3 separate regions of the Zea mays genome follow, and all the other regions are linked to region 2. The links are chromatin contacts, called in public Hi-C maps. All regions are on one chromosome and are shown on one strand. The core of a region is the stretch at or near the end of the contact, and the rest is flanking DNA. Distances in the headings are between cores, read along the strand shown. Region 1 holds the start of LOC111590286. Region 2 holds the start of LOC103641787 (diacylglycerol lipase-beta). Region 3 overlaps LOC103641780 (a long non-coding RNA gene).

The links. A called contact is a pair of places that touch in the nucleus more often than the background predicts.
Region 1: a Hi-C map of leaf shows a contact between it and region 2, with 2.7 times the contacts expected there. The contact joins the promoter of LOC111590286 here to the promoter of LOC103641787 in region 2. A contact is called at or near these places in 3 of 25 Hi-C or Micro-C datasets (bundle sheath, endosperm and leaf) and 1 of 3 datasets of contacts at active chromatin or transcription factors (leaf).
Region 3: a Hi-C map of ear shows a contact between it and region 2, with 2.0 times the contacts expected there. The contact joins the enhancer-like site here to the promoter of LOC103641787 in region 2. A contact is called at or near these places in 2 of 25 Hi-C or Micro-C datasets (ear and tassel).

What each region holds. Positions count from the first base shown.
Region 1 is chr10:129,091,215-129,094,747 of Zm-B73-REFERENCE-NAM-5.0, reverse strand. LOC111590286 reads left to right here and starts at 1,408. Exons shown (of 2, transcript XM_023301203.2): 1 at 1,408-1,711. The coding sequence starts at 1,408. LOC103641783 (inactive LRR receptor-like serine/threonine-protein kinase BIR2) reads right to left here. Exons shown (of 2, transcript XM_020545689.2): 2 at 1-3,465. The coding sequence starts at 1,280. It also overlaps the pseudogene LOC109939339.
Region 2 is chr10:129,390,337-129,394,053 of Zm-B73-REFERENCE-NAM-5.0, reverse strand. It overlaps LOC103641787 (diacylglycerol lipase-beta), which reads right to left and starts at 2,092. Exons shown (of 14, transcript XM_008665122.2): 1 at 1,454-2,092; 2 at 289-427. The coding sequence starts at 1,918.
Region 3 is chr10:129,074,577-129,077,978 of Zm-B73-REFERENCE-NAM-5.0, reverse strand. LOC103641780 (a long non-coding RNA gene) reads right to left here. Exons shown (of 2, transcript XR_560495.3): 2 at 1,517-3,402. Among protein-coding and RNA genes, the nearest start is that of LOC103641780, 4.3 kb to the right of the region's middle. Within about 2 kb of position 1,363, at least 14 of the 20 cell types and tissues checked have an H3K27ac peak or open chromatin away from gene starts, as enhancers often do. A contact at or near this core is called in ear, where this site is marked.

The sequences.
Region 1 (3,533 bases), core at 159-2,658, 300 kb after region 2:
GCCCCCACGGCGATCCTCAGCCGTGTCGCCCAGTCCAGCAGCGGCGCCTCCTCCCCTGGCTTCTTCTTCATCACCGACGAAAGAGCCCCGCTCTCCATATGCTTATACACCAGCAGCCTCTCGTCCTCCACGACGCAGAAGCCCAGCAGCGGCACGATGTTGGGATGCCGCAGCTGCCCGATCCGACACATCTCCGCCCTGAACGCCTTCTCCGAGAGCGGGCACGAGTGCAGGCGCTTGACCGTCAGCGCGGACCCGTCCCGTAGCACGGCGCGGTAGGCCGTCCCCGCCCGCGAGCTCCCGGCGACCACGATGTGGCTGCTGCTGAAGTCCTGCGTGGCGGCCATCAGGTCGGCGAGCTTCACCTTCACGATGGGCTTCTGGAACAGCGACACCGGGGCCAGGCGGTTGTGCGCCGCACGCAGCCTCTCGGTCCACCAGCTCCCGTCCTCCCCGCCGCCCGACTCGCTGCCGCCGCGCCTGTGGCGGCGGCGTCCTCCCTTGCCCTTCCCGCTGCACCGCCAGAAGAAGTAGGCGAGGAGCAACGACGCGGCGGCTCCCAAGACTCCCGCGGCGATGACGATCCCGAGGCCGGCGCTCCCCAGCCCGCGGCCGCAGCGCGAGGACACGGGGCGGCCGCAGAGGCCCGAGTTCCCGGAGAAGGAGTCCCTGGGGAAGCGGTCGCCGAGCTGGGGCGGGATCTGGCCGGAGAGCTGGTTCCCCGAGAGGTCGAGCGACTTGAGCCGGTCGAGCCGCGCGAGGGAGGCGGGGATCTGGCCGGAGAGCTGGTTCCCGGAGAGCGTGAGCGAGTTGAGGAAGCGGCAGTTGGCGAGCTCCGCGGGGATCGCGCCGGTGAGCTGGTTGGAGGAGAGGTCGAGGGTGACGAGGAAGGGGAGCCAGTCGCAGAGGGCCGGCAGGATCGTGCCGACGAGCGCGTTGCTAGAGAGGTCCAGCGTGGTGGCGGCGCTGCAGTACTGGAGCGAGGAGGGGATGGAGCCGACGAGGCCGAAGCCGGAGAGCGAGAGCGACAGCACGCGGGACTCCTGCAGGTTCCAGCAGCCGATGCCGCTGTAACTGCAGACGGCGCCCCCCGAAGTGTTCTTGAAGTCCCAGTCGGCGAGGCGCCCGTTGGGGTCGGCGAGGTCGTGCTTGACGCCCCGGAGGCAGCGCAGGCCGTCCTGCTGCGGCGCCGCCTCCGATCCGGGCGCGGGCTGCGGCGCCGCGGGAGGGGCCAGGAGGAGGAGGACGATGATCGGGGGCAGGAGGCGAGGAGGAGGCATGGCGGACGGATGCACGCGGATTGGGGCGCGGCGGTGGTGGTGGGGGAGGGGAGCGGTTTGACCAGGTGGGAGACTGCGTGCTTGCTGCGGGCTGCGGCCCGGGGTGGTGGTGGTGGGATTGGAGTGGATGGGGAGGGCAGGGAAACTGGCAGGCAGGCAGGCAGGCAGCGAAGGATTGAAGAGTTGTATACTGCGTGTGCGCTGCGCGCTAGGCTCTACCGCTAGTGGCAGTTGGTCTGGGTTTTGGGACGGGCTGTGCGTGGACCGCGCCGCGGGGTCGCCGAGATGGCGGAGGGAAGCGAGGCGGATCAGCGGCCAGCGGGGCACGGGGTCGGCGCGATGGAAACGAATGAGTGGTTGCCTGATTGGGCTGGGTGAGGCGGATCATCGGCTGGGCCGTACAACCCATTACCCGTATAAGATCTATATCTGCATAACCAAAGTTTACCAAAAACACTATTTTATAATGTTCCACTCGTAGAGAGATTTATAATGTTCCACTCGTATAAGATCTATAACTGCTGCAGATAGTTTTAGAAGTAAGATGGTCTACAGTGGACCCTATAAAATATGGGACATAGACTATATATGATATTGTTTGACACTGTTTGTAGAATAAAGTTTAAAATAATAGATGAGATAGGACATGAGATAGGAATCCAATAGAGATAACATAAGTATAAAAAAACACAAGAAACATATCTTAGTGAAGAACATCTTTAGCACAGTTTTAGATATCATATAACTCATATAAATATAAGTCGTATATTAAGCGATTCTAGTGAATAAGATATATTGGATTCTATAAAATATTTCTTATGTATATCTAATACTTAGAGAACTGTAACATGTTATTTAAGTTGTACATGGCCTATGGTCGCCCTAGCGGGTTACAGGAAATTCAACTATTTTCCCGGACATTAGATGGAGAAAAAAATCGATTCCTCCGACAAACGTTTGTTGAAAAAAAAATTGATACCGAATCTCAAATAAAACATATTTTTCCTGTTTTTTCCGGGAAGGATCCAAGAAAAGTTTATGATTATAACCCTTATAACCCCCATAATCATTTGGTCGGGATCTTGTGCATATCTCTCAAATAAACAATCTCCATATGGTATAGATTCAGTTATTTCTGGATAGATACGGTCTGTAGAATCCAAACTAGATGCAGACATCCACCAAGTAAGCAAGAATCGATCAAACACGAGGAAATTGTTGAGGCTTTGGTGTTAAATCACTGTAGTTTTTGTCAGGTGCTTTATTTAGTGCTAGAGCAAAATGTTGGTTTTGGAACAGTTCTAAATTTCATAAACAGGTGGCTGATATATAACCCACTTCTATATAGCATTGTTCTATATATATGATATAAAAATCGATTGTGCTCTATATTTCTTCTTTTGTTAATTTCGTACATCAGTTGCTTCCTCGTTTTCTAGGTCCGAAACTAGGGGGTCGACTGACGACTAGCATATCGTGAAGTGTATTTTTTTAAAATTAAAGTCTGTTTGGATCCATGAATTAAAAGTAAAGTGACCAAATAACAGACTGTGCACCACATATACATCACATATTCACATGTATAATTCTAATACTTCATAGCTTATTATTGTTGTTATTTGCTTATTTTTTAAGAGAAGGTATATTTGCTTGACTATAATATATACTAGTAACTTAGGCGCGTCTTGCGCGCGCACGGAACATTAGTAATAAATGGTAGCAGTGTTAAATCTGGGATTAAATGAAGCCCTGTTCCGATTTTAATATAATAAAAAGTATAATATGACAACCACCTGACGATTGGTCTGATTTTAGTAATACTGCATATTTTGCTAGCACCGGTGGCTGCTACGACTCTTCAATCTTGCAAACAACCACCTGACAGGAAGCTTTCATAGTGAGCTCGGGATGAAGTATGGTAGCAATATGATGTCCGTATCAGTAGTAAAATCGTAAGATTTGATAGATTTAATTAAGTGCTGGACCGCGCTCACTATGAAAGCTCAGTATGAAAGCAAACATGGACTATGGTTCTGAAGTAATACTGCATATTGATTACTAATTTCTTTGTCATTCGAGTGTGCTGAGGAAATGCTCACGAAGAGGGTGCTGGGCTGAATAGCTAGAGGGTCCCAAAGAAGCTTTTTCCTTGCTCTGGTTTTTTAGCAATCTCAGCAGTTGTGTCCTTTTCAATTGTAAAAAAACGAAAGATCAGTATGCTAAGACTACTAACTTCAATCAAGCTCTAACATG
Region 2 (3,717 bases), core at 843-3,342:
TATACTCTTAAGAGTTGTTACTAGATTGTGTTAATTAACTATGTTTCAGTGCATTTATTGAAGCAAAATCTGCTCAAAGTGAGAGTAGTTAGCATGTTTGTGGTACATTCACTAAAAAAATTTCATATGGAACTTCAAGAAAAGGGTGCTCGAAAGTTTTTCCCACTTTATGTGTGTCGTTGTATATGTATGAAGTTCATGTGATTGTAAACTACCAGCAAACAAGAACTTGTAAAAAATTATGTACAAAGTTAGGAAATAAATAGCTCAGAATGGCGACCAACATACCAAAGAAGCAGGAAGTGGATCTTCTTTCATTTGAGAGATCTCTTACAATGACAAACATGAGATAAATTGCTGCAACCAACTGCAATGCACCAACTGCCATACCAAATCTGGTCCACCACAACCAGCGTTTGTACCTCACCTTTTCAGCAAGATGAAAGAAGCGATGATAAGTTAGCAGGAATTCCTAAGAAAAAATGAAAGTAGAAATGCAACAACTGCATCTAAAAAATGCTTCCATCATTATCCCCTTATTTTACTGTTCAATTCATCTCTTTTTCATCCTTTTTGTTTCCTGTCTTCCTATATGCCTTACTACCTTCGCAAAATCCAACCATGAATATTTACTTTTCAAGGATTCCTTGACATGTCTGAACTGTAAACAGAGTGCTGCTATATTAACATTGGTTTTGAATATTTGGGCAGGCATACATTGTTAAAAAATGCAACACTGAATGACACTCAAATAGATGAAAAGACAAGGTCAGTTCAGAGTACAGCAAGAAGGGGTTATCCACACTTTGGTAATCGAGGCATCTCATAGCTCAGGGATGGAATTAGACCGCATGAACAAGCGGACAGTTGAAAGGGCTAAAATGGATTGATTCCAAATTGATAGACAACTACCTCCTAGATTACACCAACAAAACAAAATTGATGCAAATGGTAGCCATAGACCTATATATAAATATGAAACCAGGTTTCCAGTCATAGCTCGTATACCACACCAAACAAAAGATGCTTTGATCCGATGAAGCTTCCTGCCTTGAACTCATAGTAAAACCAATCTATGCCATCTCAATAGGCTCATTGCGCTTAACCACATAGTAAAACCAATCTATGCCATCTCAATAGGCTCATTGCGCTTAACCACATATGTTCCGCTGTCTGATCATGTGAATCAAATAAGCTCCCATCTCAACTTTTTTGTACATAAAAACTAATTTTCAATGCTAGGGAAGTTGCTTGTAGTCACAACTTAAGCCATAGACATATCAATCACACTGTGTTTGCATCAACGAGACAACTTAGACAGTAGCAGCTCGAGCTATTGGGACATGAGCTTGTGTAAAAGCAGCACAATCTAAGCTAAACCGTTCGCCAAACCAGCTTGAAGCCTTGAACCGACCACATCTAATCTAACCGAGGCAGAAAGTAGAGCTCTCACCCTAATCTCGTGGCGAGCTACGGCATCAGCTGCGACAGATGCGTCGCTCTCGTGGAGGTGGCGCTTAGCTATGGCGTCCGCCGTGGCGTGCTGCGCGCGCGCGGCGCCGATCATGGAGAGCACGCGGACCCCAGCCAGAGCGGGCGCCGAGGCGAAAGCGAGCCCCCCGCCGCACCCCGACGGGAGCACGGCGTCGATAATGTAGAGTCCGAGCAGCAGCACCGCGAGGTTGAGCCCGCCTACAAGGAAAGAGACCACCCGCACCATCCCGAGACGGAAGGATGCCGCCGCAGCCGCCGCCGCGGCGGAGTCGCCGGCGCGGGGTGGCATGGCGGCGGTCCTCCGCCGGGTGGAGGGCGGCGGGGGAGAGGAGGTCGCGCGGCGGCGAGGGAGGAAGCGGCGGAGGAGGAGGAGCGGGGGAGGGGTGGAGGACCCGCAGGTGGGGAGGAGGGGCTTTCTAGACATCCGGCCACGGCGGTGGTGGTTGCGCCCGCGCGGCGGCCATGCGCACGGAAAGCGGGGAACGCGGGTGGTTGGGGACGGGGACGGAAATAGACACGGGAGGACGGGGAGGGTCCTCGCACTACGGAGTACGGACGTTTCCGAGGTTGTGCTGTTCTGCTGATTGGCGATGGCGGGCTTGCAAGTGAAAATGAGTGTCTTTTCTTTCTTTATTTATTTTTAGAATTCGATTTTATAGATCTGAGATGAAAAACACAATAACACATGAATATGGATAGAAATTTCATAAAAGTGGTAGAAACTCGGTTTAACTACGAGACATGAAGGGTTGCACAACTGTTTGTGAATTTATGTGGCTGATATTGCTTTTGTGCAAAAGTGCCAAAATGTTAGATGACGTATATTTTTTGCCTTTATTGGTATGTACTAGTGGTTAGCTCACTCCAACGGAGCAGCCATCCGCCAGGCAAAGCTAAAGTTACCTTATTGTGGTATACTTAAGGAAACATTTTAAGTTGCATTGCCAATCTATTAGACTTTGAAGTGGACTAGAGTACTTTCTAAGGCGATACTCTGTTTGGTCCCCTGACTAAAATTTAGTTCATGACGTATCAAATGTTTGAATATCAATTATAAGTATTAAATATAGGCTTAATTAGTTTTAATAAATTCGTCTCATCTTTTAATCTTTGTCTATGTGATTAGCTTTATAATCAGACTATATTTAATGCTCATAATTATCATTCAAACATTCGATGTGATAGTGATTAAACTTTAGTTGTGTGGAACCAAACACCCCAGAGTCTTATATATGGTTGTGTCTCACAAGTCACAACCACTTTTACAAAACTTTTGTGTCGTTATGTAGCTATAACATGTCAATAAGTAGCTAGCATGGAAGTTTTTTTTCTTGATATGGGGTCTAATCATGACTTGTATAATAGGATTTCCTATAGTTTTTTCAACCATGTTTAACCTTTTGAGATATTTGCCACCACCTCCCTATGCAGGTGTGCTTGGCTCCGGAAGTCAGCGACGTGGCTTAGCCATCTCTAAACCATCATACCTCCTTCTCACCAACCATTCAACGGTGCTTATAACCCAACATCCACATTGTTTGTACACAATTGATGTTGCCCCTTCAGCACATGTTCAATCCCCACTTTGATTGTTTTTAGTGACTACCAGGCTCCATCCCCATGGAAGACGACAACACAACATTTACCGCTTTAGCTACTTCCACCACCTTACGAATACGCACTGCTTGTATAGGGCATCATGTATGTGCTAGACTGGGATTGACTAGAACCATGATGCTTGGGCATAGCGTCCCGTGGTATGACGTACCACCCCTTACTAATAGTGAAGTAGTGAATAGTGATGTCATACTATCGAATCGGCTCGTCCGATAGAAAATACCTGAACGACGCGTCGACTCCCTTCTACCTTTTTGTCTAAGTTATCTTGCTCTTACAGAATCTATAATTGAACTAAACAGGCCTTGAAGACTCTTTTAATTTTGTTAGGGGTTGAAGTAGCTTCAGTATTGTTTACTATAGATCGCTCACCCATGACAAACTGGGAGGTGATGACATTTTTTTTGTTCTTCACTGACCAATGTTCCTTGCGCCATTGAAGTAGGAAGTTGGAGCTGCTTGAAATCTTTTGTCAAAGAGGGTTGGATAAACTATCTATCCCTCACAGTTTGACAAGATCGTAAATCTATGACATATATGACGTGTCTTTTGTACTGGACATTAATTAATAACTAGCTCTAGCAACTTAGGCCATGTTTGGTTTCA
Region 3 (3,402 bases), core at 114-2,613, 320 kb after region 2:
TCATGCATGCATTTTGCCATATTTTTTGGATCTGTATAACCGCATTTACATGTGGCTGCTATGTTTTTGGAACTGCCATAAAAATACGATCTTAATAAAAACATACTAGAGCTATCAACCTCTCAGATTGGCTTGGTATTTACGCTTATAATTGAGGGATTTTATGCTCAAAACTTAAGGTTATTACGCTTCAACCCGGAGATACGTCCACCAGTGAACAACATGCCAGATTTTTTTACACAGTGTAACGAATTGCATAAATACCTACACCATGTAGTATAATTTGGATCAGTATAAATCATAAACTAGATCTAATGTGTTTAGCTGCATGACTGTTGGAGGGATCTTATATTTATGAAGAAAATAAAATATTAAATACGATTTTTTTGTTTCTATGCGTGCAATTCATTTCCTTTCATTGCACATTATTTTCATCATAAATTCGTGTGCATGCAGCTGGTAACAGATTTTTACGCAGTATACCGAATTGCATAATTATCTACACAGGCTAGCATATTTAGTAGCAGTATATATCATAAAATGGTCCTTACGAGTATAGCTGCATAGCTGTTGCAGCGATTCTAAATTTATGGAGAAAATAAAACATTTAAAAATAAAAACCGCCACACATATCTTTACTAAATTTACGCACATGCTTGGGAACATATTTGACTCATGCATGCATTCCTTTTTTTGCGCGTATAGACGTGAGCGCGGGTGGTACAACCGACAGCCTGGTCCAGTCGGTGCGCTGGTTTGAACCAGGTTACAGGGTGATCGGCCTGGACTTCTTTTAACTATTGGAAGTCTATGGCTCCCGTTATACCTGTCCTCTATATATATATATATATATATATATATATATATATATATATATATATATATATATATATATATATGATTTATGTTTTTTATTGGTTTACAGTTTGATAATTAATATTACCAAGACAAACTATCCGACAAATATCCGTTATCTACCAAGTAATATTTGATATATGTTTCTTACCCGTTATCTACGCCTTTTCTTTTTTCCAAGAGAGGGGTAACGGATCGGAGGACGGAGGCCACATGCCCACTGCCCACACCACTACAAAGACACAGCATTCATCCACGTCTAGTCAACGAGGTTTAGTCCGAATGAACTCTCGCGGGTATGCGTCGTCGGAGGCAGTAGAAGGCATCAACGTCCGGAAGTCGTTACGATGAAAAGTCACAAGATTTTTAGCGAATTGTTTCCTAGTGTGATTGGAAATCAGTTGTCTGAGCCTGCACACGATGCCTGGAGAAGACCGGAGGGTCAAGTCTAGCGCATGTGCGTCCATCCGTGTCCAGCTTTTACTATTTCAACGGGAGCATCTAAAGAACTGCTGGTCAAGCAAGCTCCAGGCGGGAAAGGAAGGACAATGCAAGCAGCTATCAATTGGATACTGATGTGTGCCCCGACCTCGGGGTCGGATTCTGTACAAAAGTAACCGTAGAAAGGTCGCTGACGTGTATGTTCGGGACCACACATAGCTTCAAATTAAAGTCAACTATTCATATTGTCGCAGCTATAAGACAAAACATTATGGCCATATTTGGTTTCTTTAGTCTATGGACTAAAGTTTATTCTCTAACAAGTTTAGTTCTAAGAGCTAAAAATAATAAGAATATACTAAATGACTCATAAAAATACTAAAATGATTTTAATATTCTTCTGCTATTAGTACAATTGAACTAAATAAGGGCTAAATGTGGAATTAATATGGTTTAGTCTTTTTAGCACATATGTGAAGGACTAAAGACTAAATCATTTTAGTCCATATTTTAGTCCTAGTGTTTGACAAAAAAGGGACTAAATGAGACTAAAAACTAGAGACTAATCTTTAGTCCCTCTAACCAAACACCCTCTATATCAACAATAGAAACGAGTAAGGATTAAAGTCAAGCAATGCTTTCCGCCGACCTCAGCAAGTCCATCTCTGAGCTGGTTTTTTGCTGCAGGCTACAATACTCCACGAGGAAATAATGGTAGAGCTGAACAGCTGGTAGCTGGATGCGTCAAACTGTGGAAAACTTGAAATGCTGCAAAAATCAGAAGCAATATATGGATTTCGACAGCTTCTTTGCACCAGCCCATAACCCAAAGATCAAACCATTTATGCTTATTGCCCCCATCCCAGGTCTACATGTTAGCTAGTCTACATGTTAGCTAGATAGCTATAGTGCTGTTTTGGTAGCAGTGTTTTTGTCATGGATGGTTTCATTTATGCTTGTTATTGGCCGCCGTAGGGCGGCTTATCTGTATCTTGGGGTCCTTTTTGGACCTTTTTCCCCTTCTTAATATATTTTCGCGCAGCTCTCTTGCGCTTTCGAGAAAAAATATATGGATTTCGAGAAGGAAAAAAACGAGTCCCAAGAGCAGCGAAACCAGAAGGACAGTTGCTCTGGAATCAGCTTCTGACTTTTGCTGCCCTCTGGATATGGTGATTGCGAGCATGGTCAGTGCAGGTACTCGTGGGAATGGATGCTGTGGTCATCAACGGCACCAGGCCCAGCATCTCACGTCAGAACGCAAGCACCGCAACCCTTTCCAGCACATCTGGTCGCATGACAAGCCAATCATCCAGCTACTTTATGATATATTAACACGGGCATAAAGTACTAGGAATCAGGGGAGATACTTTCATCACTCACAGAAAGCATGTGATACGAAAGTGAAGAGAGCCCAAGTCAACCATGCATAAGAATGGCTCAAGTTGAAGTTCATTTTAGAATGTATCTAATCGATTCACTACCCACTACAGACGAGTGAAAGAGCTCAATAAAGAAGAGGCTACAGCTTACAAGATTGCGACAGTCACATCCCCCAGGACAGCCATCGATTCTCTACACGAAATGGTGCGATAGGAGAGCTGCTAGAGATAGCCTAACCAAGAAAGAACTCACGGGGGGATTGAAACAGTTGTACGCAAAAAAAAAAACACAAAGAACGGCTTAGTCATATCAGTTCTTTTTATATGTGAATCTGGTTTTGGCATAGGTGGAAGTTCCTTCCAAGTCGTTCCATCATCAAGCATATAAACATTACTATACACAACCTTCACAAGCAGAGTGTAATTTTTAAAAAAGAGGGTAATAACAAAGATAAATAAATAGTGCAAATAGTAAGGTTACTAAGAAAATAGTGAAACTACTAGTACTTTCGGATTGATTCTGGTCTCAACTCAAAAACATCAATTATGCCAATGTTTGAATATATGTGATATATGATAGCTTCATAGTTAAATAAAACTAAATGTCTTTATCAGTTGTTTGTTTTCTTTGAAAAATACAGTGCCCAATCCACTTTCTGGTGAAATTAGGTCCGCCATTATTTATTGAAGAAAGTAGGCGCAGCGTGTGTGGTGCTTAGATGCTTAT